Regions from separate parts of the Sus scrofa genome. Here all the other regions are linked to region 3. Evidence: chromatin contacts called from public HiChIP or PLAC-seq data. All regions are on one chromosome and are shown on one strand. The core of a region is the stretch at or near the end of the contact, and the rest is flanking DNA. Distances in the headings are between cores, read along the strand shown. Region 1 overlaps NCOR2 (nuclear receptor corepressor 2). Region 2 overlaps NCOR2 (nuclear receptor corepressor 2). Region 3 has its middle 72 kb from the start of NCOR2.

Region 1 (3,534 bases), core at 12-2,511, 140 kb after region 3:
TCTAAATACAATGGGACACTTAATTTATTCTTATAAATGTATTCTCAATGAGGAATACAAAGTCTTTAATAGAAGAATTCTTAGTTATCCAGAAAATTTGACAGTCAGTCAGGAAATTGGACAGCAGAATACAATGAATGTGTATATGTGCCATGATCTAGAATCCATCATGGTTGACATTTCTTTATATTAGCTCTGTGTGTGTGTGTGTACGCATGGGTGTGTGAATGTTTTTGTGTTGAACCGTTAGAAAGGAGGTGCAGACACCCAGACCTTCACCCCACTGCTTCCCTGTCTCTCCTGGAGCAAGGAACTTCTCTCATTATCACACCCCAAATTCCAGTCTTTCCACAGAGGTTCTGCCTGGGCCTGGGGCTCCTCTGGGGTGGGAGGAAGGCCATGCAATTTACATTTTACAAGGGATTTACATTTTACAAGGGTCCTGGCAGCTGGTGGGCTGGTGGAGTTGGGTAGGCGAGTTCTTAAGAAGTCTCCCACTGCCCCTTGGGGGTCCCTCGAGGGGGTGGAGGGGGAATGGGCTTACGTAAAGATAGAGGAACTGGAGTCTTCTAAGAAATTCTGGGTGGCTTTGTGGCCAACTTGAGCCTACCTTAAGAGAGGCCCTTGTGAAAATGAGTTTGGAAACCGCAGAAGCTGAGACAGGAGGTATCTGGAATGATGTTGTCCTTGTTCTTATATAATAAGCCTGAAGCCCCATGCATCGTGTCAGCCAGGACCGGGTGGGGGCTTGATCAAGACGGCCCCCTTAGCTCAGCATGCCCCCTGCCCCCACCGTGAGTCTGCTTGGCTCACTCCTTCGAGGTTCCTAGGACCTTGAGTAAGCTGCCCACGCTCTCCCCGCACGCCTGCTCTGCCCACAGAGCTGAGGCTCTTCCCCCAGAGGGGTGCTCAACCTCTGCCAGTGCTGCCTGTCTTTCCCTGAGAAACTGAGCTCACTCCCTGCCCCCTACTCCTGGAAGCCAGATTGTGTGTGTGTGTGTGTTGGTGGGGGTGGGGGTACTAGGCTGAGTCACAGATGAACAAGTTCAAACCCCACCCATCATACCCGCTGTGTGTCATCTTGGGAGAGCTGTCTTACCCCAAGCCTCGATTATCCTCATCTGTGAAATGGGGTCATGGCGAGGCTGCAGGAAGGGTGAGTGCAGTGCCTGGCACAGGGAGCCTGTGTGATTGATGGTGGCCTTGCAGGATGGATCAGTCAGGGGCTGAGCTCAGCGTGGACGGTGGATGTATTCATTTCCTGAAACTGCTGCAACAAATGACCACAAACTCGGTGCCTTCAAACATCAGAAACTCATCCTCTCTCACTATTCTGGAGGCCAGAAGTTCATGATCAAGATGTGGGCGGGGCTGCGCTCTCTCCAGAGGCTTCCTGCCTCTCTCTTCGAGCTCCTGGCGGCTCCAGGCGGTTCTTAGCTAAGGCCTCATGACTCCCTTCTCTGCCTCCATCACCACCTGGCCTCTCCCCTCTCTTCCCTCACATGGACGTCTGTCATTGGATCTAGAGGTCACCCTAATCCAGGATGACCTCATCTCAAGACGCTTAACTTTATTGCACTGAAAACACCTTTTGTTCAAAAAAGGTCACATTTATAGATTCTTGGGGTTAGGATGTGGAGACATCTTTTGAGGGGAGGGTCACGATCGAACCCACTAGAGTGGATATTGGCGTGTTTTCAGCATAATCTGCTTTTTTTCTTTCTCCTGTCCCCTCTGTCCTTTTTATCAATTTCTTTTTTAGAGACAGCTAAGGGTTTGCTCACTCCTCTCATATCCCCCACACCTCTGAGCTTCTTATTTTTCGTCCTCACACACAGAGTAGAGTTGTACCCCAGCTTCCAGAATTAGAACAAATAATAACTCAAAATAAATCAAAGGCCCCAAAGCAAGAGCTAAAGCCATACAGTTCCTAGAAAAAAAACCCATACAGGTGAATCTTTAGGACCTTGGATTTGGCAGTGGATCTTGGGTGTGACACCAAAAGCATGAGCAGCAGGAGAAAAAGTAGACACCCTAGACTTTATGAGAATAACCATCAGGATCTTGACCTCCTTGTCGCTGACTGCATGACCTCAGGCGACAGGCTGTTGGCCCTAAGCTCTGAGCTCCCGCCTGTACAAAGGGGATGGTAGTCATAGCTTTTTGGGGTTTGGGACAGTGAGTCCGCTGGAAGGAATCGGTTTTCTGCCAGGCATGTGACGTGGTCGTGCTTAGCCAGCGTCAGCCGTGGTATGATGGTGGTGATGGTGAAGAAGAACGGGACGATGCTTTGATGATGGTGGTGATGACAGCGATGATGAAGAAGAAGATGAGGAGAGTGATGATGGTGGGGATGGTGAGGAATTCCCACCGAGGAGTTCCTGGCATGGCGCAGCGGAAACGAATCCAACTAGGAACCATGAGGTTGCGGGTTCGATCCCTGGCCTCGCTCAGTGGGTTAAGGATCTGGCGTTGCTATGGCTGTGGTGTAGGCCAGCAGCGGTAGCTCCCATTTGACCCCTGGCCTGGGAGCTTCCATATGCTGCGAGTGCAGCCCTAAAAAGCAAAAAAAAAAAACTCACTGAGAGTGAGCAAGAGGCTGAGGGTGACTTGTCGTCACAACACACACAGACTGTGGTCTTAGGGGCCCATGCTCCTTTTCCTCTCAGGTTCTTGCTCCCAGCATCCCACAGACTTGCTTGGTGGTATTTCAGCCTCTGAAGTGTGAGTGTGAGAATGTACGTGTGTGAGTTTATGAGTGTGTATTGTGAATCTGAGAATATTAGTGTGTGTATTTGGCATGTGAGTGCATGTGTGTGTAAGGGAGTATGTGTGAACGTGTACACATGTTTATGTGTGTATGTGTATAAGTGCATGCGTGTATGTGAGTGTGTGATCTGCTTCCTCCCCTGGCCAGTGGGGCCACCCATGCGCCTGTGTGTTTGTGTGTCAGTGTGAGTGTGTATGCGTAAGGGGGTACGTGTGTATGTGCACATGTGTATGTGTGAGGATGTGTCTGTATGTATGTGTGTATGTGTAAGTGCACGTGCGTGTGTCTGATTGTGCAGTCTGCTTTCTCTCCTGTCCAGCGGGGCTGCCCGTGTGGAACCCCCCTGATCAGGGTCAGTGCTGCCCCAGGAAGGGCCAAAGCCACTGCTGTGCACTGTCCCGAGGAGCCCAGTACCCTCCGCCTTCAGTGGACAGAGAGCACATCAGCACACAGGCCACAGCAGGTGGCACTGTGGTTAGACATGGAGGGGGACTTCCTCATCCTGAGAGGTCCTCCGGAGCTGCTCTCATCCTTACAGGTGGTGCTTGGGGCTGGGCAGTGTGACTGGATGTCATCCCCTCATGGCCGTTCCTGCTGTGTCCCTTTGCTCCATGAGGGCCCAGGCAGGGCTGGATCGTCTTGTCGGCCACCTTACCTGCCCTCCACTGGTGGAGCTGCTTAGTGGCCCTGGGGGTTTCTTACTCGTCTTCACCAGGAACTGCATTGTTTTCTCTGGCCCATTTTGGTGGACATCTTCTCACCTT
Region 2 (3,059 bases), core at 393-2,892, 180 kb after region 3:
AGGAGCTCCCTGCTCAGGGAAGAACTAGGTAAGCAGGTGGGCGGCAGCCCTGGCCTTTAGAATTATCGCTGTCAGTGTGAGTTCTTGCAGATCAAGGCACAGCCTCGCCTCGGGGGCCCCGCCAGCCTCCCGTGCCTGCCAGGGGCAGCGGGAGCACCACCAGCTGGAGAGTCACTCCCAGAAAGGGGGGCGGGGGTGGCGGCGGGCATCACTCAGCGCCAGGTACCTGGAGTGGGCTCAGGAATGTGGTTTCAGAGAACATCTGGCTTCGTTACCCCGTCTCCCAGACGCTCCTGCGAGGGCCTTCAGGAAGATGAATGGGCGGCGGAGGTGATAAATCTGAGCGGCCCCACAGTAAACTCTCCCGAGGCGGCTTCTGAGAAGGTCCCAGCCCCAGTTACCGCGGTCACATGCCTCCCCACACAACCGGGCTCAGCCGCTTCCACTGGCAGGGAACTCTCATCTTGCGCTTTCTGCAGGACGCAGTGGCCGGTGATGATGCTGAAAGCCAAGACTGAGTTGTTTCTAGGGCCCCGTTGGGGACAGCTCCTCTCTGAGGGAGTAAGTAAAGTGCCTGAGGACTGTGCCAGCCTGCACCCTCGTGCAGTTACTCCAGTAGTCACAGTGGAGAGCATCTGTTTAGTGGATGAAATGGTCTTGCAGATAGCCAGCAGCCCACATCCCTGTTAGAAGAATAAAGTAGACTTTAAATACCCGCTCACACCTCCCTTTTGTTAAATAAGATGGCACTGTAGATGCCTACCTGCAGTACTCCCGCATCTGGTAAGTAAAGAAGGTTTGCAGATTGCTACCAGCCGGCCCTCGCCCTGAGCTTTTCCCCTTCTTCATTATTATTATTATTATTATTATTATTGTCTTTTTAGGGCTGTACCTGCGACATATGGCAGTTCAGGCTAGGGATCGAATCAGAGCTATAGCTGCCAGCCTATACCACAGCCACAGCAATGCCAGATCCAAGCCACATCTGCAACTTACGCCACAGCTCACAGCAACACCAGATCCTTAACCCACTGAGGGAGGCCAGGGATCAAACCCGCATCCTCGTGGATACTAGTCGAGTTCATTAACACTGGGTCACAACGGGAGAGATCTCCATTTAAAAAATCCCACCCCACCCCCCACTTTTCTACTGATGAGTACAAAAGTGCTGGCAGCCAGCCCTCATCTTGCCCAGAAAAAGGGTCTCTTGAAACTGCCATCCAGGTTCCTGGCTCAGGTGAAACCATCCCTATCTCTTCTCTCTGGCCTTTAGGGAGAAGGCAGACGACACCTCTGGGGAAGACAATGATGAGAAGGAGGCAGTGGCCTCCAAAGGCCGCAAAACTGCCAACAGCCAGGGGAGACGCAAAGGCCGCATCACCCGTTCCATGGCCAACGAGGCCAACAGCGAGGAGACCGTCACCCCACAGCAGAGTGCCGAGCTGGGTGAGTCTTCGGCCAGGGAAAGGGTGCCACAGGTATAGCGGGCTCAGGACCCCAGCTTTAGCTGCAAACTTGCTGTGTGGCCTGGGGCGAGTTCCTTAACCTGCCTGTGCCTCAGTGTCATCATCTGCACCGTGGTTGCCTGCAGTGCCTGTAACCATGGGGTGAGTCTCTCAGTGACTTTGTGTGTGGGAAGAGCCTAGAACCTGAGTCATGGCAAAGGCTCTTCAGCTGTCGGTTGTGATTATCCTGGAACCACAGAGTTCACATAAGAATCCAGATCACCAGAGTTCCCACTGTGGCTCAGTGGGTTGAGAATCCGACTGTAGCAGTGGGTTTGATCCCTGGCCTGACCCAGTGGGTGAAGAATCGAGCATTGCTACAGCTGCGTTGTCGGTTGCAGCTGGGGCTCAGATTCAATCCTTGACCTGGGAACTTCTATATGCCGTGGGAGTGGCCATTAAAAAAAAAATTAGATGATCATTTTGGTTTTGTTTTTAAATCAGAAGATCTGGCCACGCTTGGCCGACATTTGTGCCAGGTAGTAGTTGTTGGAGCTGAGTAGCCCCCACCCGCTTTCCAAAGGGCCAGGGCCAACACTTGCTTTTCCTGGCTTGCCCCCTCAGCCCTGGTAGGCGCCTGGTTTGTACCTTCACTTCTGTGGGCCTCTCTTTCTCCCTCTGCCCGGCAGATGCCCACCCCCAGGTACTCTGAGCCTCAAGTCCTGCCTCCAAGGGGAAAAGAAGACAAGAATTGAGTAGCATTTCCCAAGTTCGGCCACAGGGGGGCAGCTGGTGTGTGTGTCGTCTACTATTTTGGCTGTTTGGGGCCTGCCCTCCTGTGTCCACAGGAACCCCCACCCGGGTCCTAGGTGCTCCTGCTGAGGCCCCAGCCACCTGGATGCCTTCCCTGGGTGGGAATTGATGGAGGTGACGTTTCGTGCCCCTCCCCCACACCCAGCTTTGTTCTGGGTACCTGGCCCTTCTTGCTGCGGGAGAGCATTGTATTCATTTCACAGATGGGCTGTTTGAGACTTTGAGAAGGGACTTAGCCTCCCTACAGTCACGGAGCCAGTTGGGATTCAAACCCAGCCGGTTGGCCACAAACCCTGTGTGGCTCCTGTAGGCTTTTGCTGGCTGCCCCTTGGTGCCAGCGTGCCTAGAGGCGCAGGGCAGGAGGGTTCCTTTCAGAAGTACGCTGGTGCACTTGACTTCTGGGAAAGTTCTTCTGGACCCCATGCCAACATTGGGGTTAGATAGTGGGGTGAAAAACACAACCCCGGACCCTCTGATGGGCATTCTCCCCCCGCCCCCCGCCCCGCCTCCTTGGCTCAGACTTCCATAGCTTTCCTCTGCGGCTCCTGTGAGAGGGAGGGAAAGTGAGGATGGGGGCCTTCTCCCCCTCCTGAGCTGCTCCTCACACTCCCTCCTGCCTGCCAGAGCTCTCCTCCCATGGTCAGTGGCCTTTACCAAGCGCATGCTCTGTGCCTGGCACTGTTCCAGGGACTGAGTCCCTGAAGCTGCCATCTCTCATGCTCACCGTGCCCCCCCCACCACACAACATCTTATATGACTTGGCTCTCCTGGGCTCACACGTAGGGAAACTCAGAGAAGAAG
Region 3 (3,321 bases), core at 520-3,019:
CCATTCTCTGCGTTTTTTCTCTCTCCTTCTTTCTTTCTCCCTCTCTCTCTCTTTCTCTCTCTCTCCCTCCCTCCCTTTCTGTCTTTTTTTTTTGTTTTTTTTTGGTCTTTTTAGGGCCGCATCCATAGCATATGAAGGTTCCCAGGCTAGGGGTTTAATCAGAACTGCAGCTGCTGGCCCACACCACAGACACAGTAATGTGGTATCTGAGCCACATCTGCGACCTACACCACAACTCAAGGGAACGCCAGATCCTTAACCCACTGAGCAAGGTCAGGGACCGAACCCGCAACCTCATGGATCCTGGTTGGGTTCATTAACAGCTGAGCCAAGAAGGGAACTCCCCTTCTTTCTTTCCTTCTCCCTTCCCTCCTTCTTTCCTTTCCTCTTTCTTTCACCAATAATCGGATTCTAAGGGCCCTCTGCTATTAGTTCCGCAATGATAGGCACTGCTAACCTGTGTACTGTACTTCACAGCTTGTCGCACCTCTATTTGATGCTTCTCATTTGACTTACCTGCCCAGGAGGCCTCCATCTTACTCAAGAGGGAACTGTTTCGCCGAGAGGCAAAGCACTTTGCTCAAAGTCACACAGCAAGCCCGTGGAAGGCCTTTCTGACTCTGGTCCACATCATCCTCCTGCCTCCCTCCTGCCCTTCCTCCAGGGCCTCCCTCCTGCCCTGGGCGCCTGTCTCTCTTGCAAGGGGTTGGCAGCTCCCTCAGGGTTTGCGATGAAGAATGTGGCTTCACAAGCTGTGTGACTCTGGGCAAATCTCTTACCTTCTCCAGACCTCCATAATATAAAATAGGGTTGACTCATCCAATCTTACAGGGCTGTCCTGAAGATTCATGTGAGCAAATGGGAAGTGCCCAATAGTGGCTAATGTCACATGGCAAGGCCTGAGAGGTAGGCTGTGTGTGTGTGTGTGTGTGTGTGTGTCCTTTTAGGGCCATATCTGAGGCATATGGAAGTTCCCAGACTAGGAGTCAAATGGGAGTTGCAGCTGCCGGCCTACATCAGAGCCACAGCTACACCGGATCCAAGCTGTCTCTGCGACCTATGCCCCAGCTCACAGCAATGCCAGACCCTTAACCCACTGAGCAAGGCCAGGGAAGGAACCCATATCCTCAGGGATACTAGTTGGGTTCTCAGCCTGCTGAGCCACAACGGGAACTCCTAGGTGGCATTTTTAACCTTATCCATCCTCGTGCTTTCTCTACTTTTAGCACAGGGGTCCAGAAGGGACCACCCAAATGTCCTCACGTTGTCACTTCTTGGCTGCCAGTATTGGAAAACCCAATTCAAATGGACTTCATTAGTAAGAAAACGTTAGTAAGAAAATGACAACGAGCTTAGCTAGCTCCGATTTGACCCCTAGCCTCGGAACCTCCATATTCCGTGGGTGTGGCCTTTTTTAAAAAGACAAAAGAAGAAAACAAAAACAAACAAACAAAAAGAAAATGGCAAGAAGTCTGGGCCTGTACAGCAGAAATTGACACAACATCGTAAATCAATGATACTTTAATTTAAAAAATTAAAAAAAAAAAAGTTTGGAGCCCCAAAGGTGCCAGGCACAGTGACCAGACTCTGGCTGCAGCCACTGGAGGCTGGGGGTCAGGGATTCTCCTTGGGCCAGATGGTCGTCCCAGATCTGGGTACTGCACCCAGACATGACAAAGCCATTTTTCCCAGGAGGCCTTAGGAAGTGTCCCTCACGTGTCGTTGGCCACAATGAAGGTGACTAGTCTTTCCCTCTGGATCTGACTCAGTCACTAGAAAGGGGTTTTCCTGTGTGGTAAATGTAGCCTCCGGAATGGAAGGGGTGCTGGGCAGCTCTGTCAGCGGGCACACTTCCAGCTGCAAGTAACAACCTTTCTAGCCAGAATTTTCCACCCAGAGGATTGAGTCTAATCTCACAAAAACAAAGGTCTAGATAAGCAGCCGCAGGATTGGTTTCTCAGTGATATCAGCAAGGACTGTCCCCCTCCATGTGGTAGCCACATTCCATCAGGATCATGCTGAGGCGTGGAAGCGTGTGTGCACCCCAGGCATTGCTCTGCAGGTGCCATCTCTGTGCCTCTTGAGCCTCTGCCCACAGCCACTGGTCTCCACACAATCATGTCCAGGGATTGAAAAGGTACCAGGTCTCAGTCTTTCATCAGGGAGAGAAAACCTTCCCCAGACTTCCCTCAGGTCCACCAGCCAACACGGGGTCTCTCCAGGCAAGAACAGGTGCCTCGGGCCAGTCTCCTCAGAAGCAGACTCTGAGATGAAAATGTCTGAACCAGTGACTTGTTGTTAAGGATGTGCTCCCAGGACAAGTTGGAAGGGAGTGAGGAAGCAGACAGGAAGGGGGGACGAAATCAGGGCAAAGGGCAGTTTTAGGTGATGTCTTGGCCTCAACTTGGTCCCAGGGGCAGCTTGGGGCACAGGACGGCCACAGAGCTGGTCCTGCCTTGAGGCGGGGGCTGGGCTTTCGTTCCCTCCTTCAGCCAGTACAGCCAGATGGCCATGCCAGGGGACATGAGCCCCAGCCTGGGCGGCACTAAGTCAGCCCTTTGAGGAAGGTCAGAGGGGGCCAGCCATCAGCAGTCAAGTTCACAGAACCTAGGAGAGGAGGCACAGATTCTGCGGGACTCCTCCTGGGGACTCACGGCAGGGCATGACAGGGCTCCTTGCACGGGGGAAGGAAGGAGCTGGAATGTCCAGCCTCCCCCACCAAGAACAAGTCAGGGTGGAGTTCCCTTTAAGAAGAACCCAGCTAGGATCCATGATCCATGAGGATGCGTGTTCCATCCCTGGCCTTGCTCAGTGAGTTAAGGATCTTGTGTTGCTGTGAGCTGTGGTGTAGGTCACAGACACAGCTCAGATATAGTGTTGCTCTGGCTGTGGTGTAGCCTAGTTGTAACTCTGATTCCACCCCTAGCCTGGGAAACTCCATATGCCGCAGGTGCAGCCCTAAAAAGACAAAAAATAAACAATTAAATTAAACTAAATTAAAAAAAATTTTTTAAATCAAAGAAATTTAAAAAGACCAAGTGGGGGGAGAATGGTTTCCCATTGGGTGGGCAAATGATAACATCGCCACAGGATCAAACCACCAGGTCGCCCACCACCTGCCCATGGTTGACCCAATATGGCCAGGCCAAGGGGAAGCTGAGCCCCTCTCCCCACCCTTCCCATCCTCTGGGGGACTCCCTGGGACCCCCTCTGACCACTCAGTGCCCTCATCCAGCCCTGGAGCCAGCAACGCTCAAGATGCGGGAGTTCCCATTGTCGCTCAGCGGTTAACCAACCCGACTGGTATCCTTGGGGATGCAG

The links. HiChIP or PLAC-seq counts read pairs in DNA pulled down with a chosen protein or histone mark.
Region 1: an H3K27ac HiChIP or PLAC-seq map of alveolar macrophages shows a contact between it and region 3. The contact joins two enhancer-like sites. A contact is called at or near these places in 1 of 47 Hi-C or Micro-C datasets (liver) and 1 of 2 datasets of contacts at active chromatin or transcription factors (alveolar macrophages).
Region 2: an H3K27ac HiChIP or PLAC-seq map of alveolar macrophages shows a contact between it and region 3. The contact joins two enhancer-like sites.

Annotation. Positions count from the first base shown.
Region 1 is chr14:28,713,545-28,717,078 of Sscrofa11.1, forward strand. All of the region lies in intron 10 of NCOR2 (nuclear receptor corepressor 2), which reads left to right. Among named protein-coding and RNA genes, the nearest start is that of NCOR2, 73 kb to the left of the region's middle. Within about 2 kb of position 1,262, at least 2 of the 83 cell types and tissues checked have an H3K27ac peak or open chromatin away from gene starts, as enhancers often do. A contact at or near this core is called in alveolar macrophages, where this site is marked.
Region 2 is chr14:28,746,054-28,749,112 of Sscrofa11.1, forward strand. It overlaps NCOR2 (nuclear receptor corepressor 2), which reads left to right. Exons shown (of 49, transcript NM_001044576.1): 17 at 1,274-1,446. Among named protein-coding and RNA genes, the nearest start is that of RFLNA, 94 kb to the right of the region's middle. Within about 2 kb of position 1,643, at least 4 of the 83 cell types and tissues checked have an H3K27ac peak or open chromatin away from gene starts, as enhancers often do. A contact at or near this core is called in alveolar macrophages, where this site is marked.
Region 3 is chr14:28,568,757-28,572,077 of Sscrofa11.1, forward strand. No RefSeq gene overlaps it. Among named protein-coding and RNA genes, the nearest start is that of NCOR2, 72 kb to the right of the region's middle. Within about 2 kb of position 1,770, at least 9 of the 83 cell types and tissues checked have an H3K27ac peak or open chromatin away from gene starts, as enhancers often do. A contact at or near this core is called in alveolar macrophages, where this site is marked.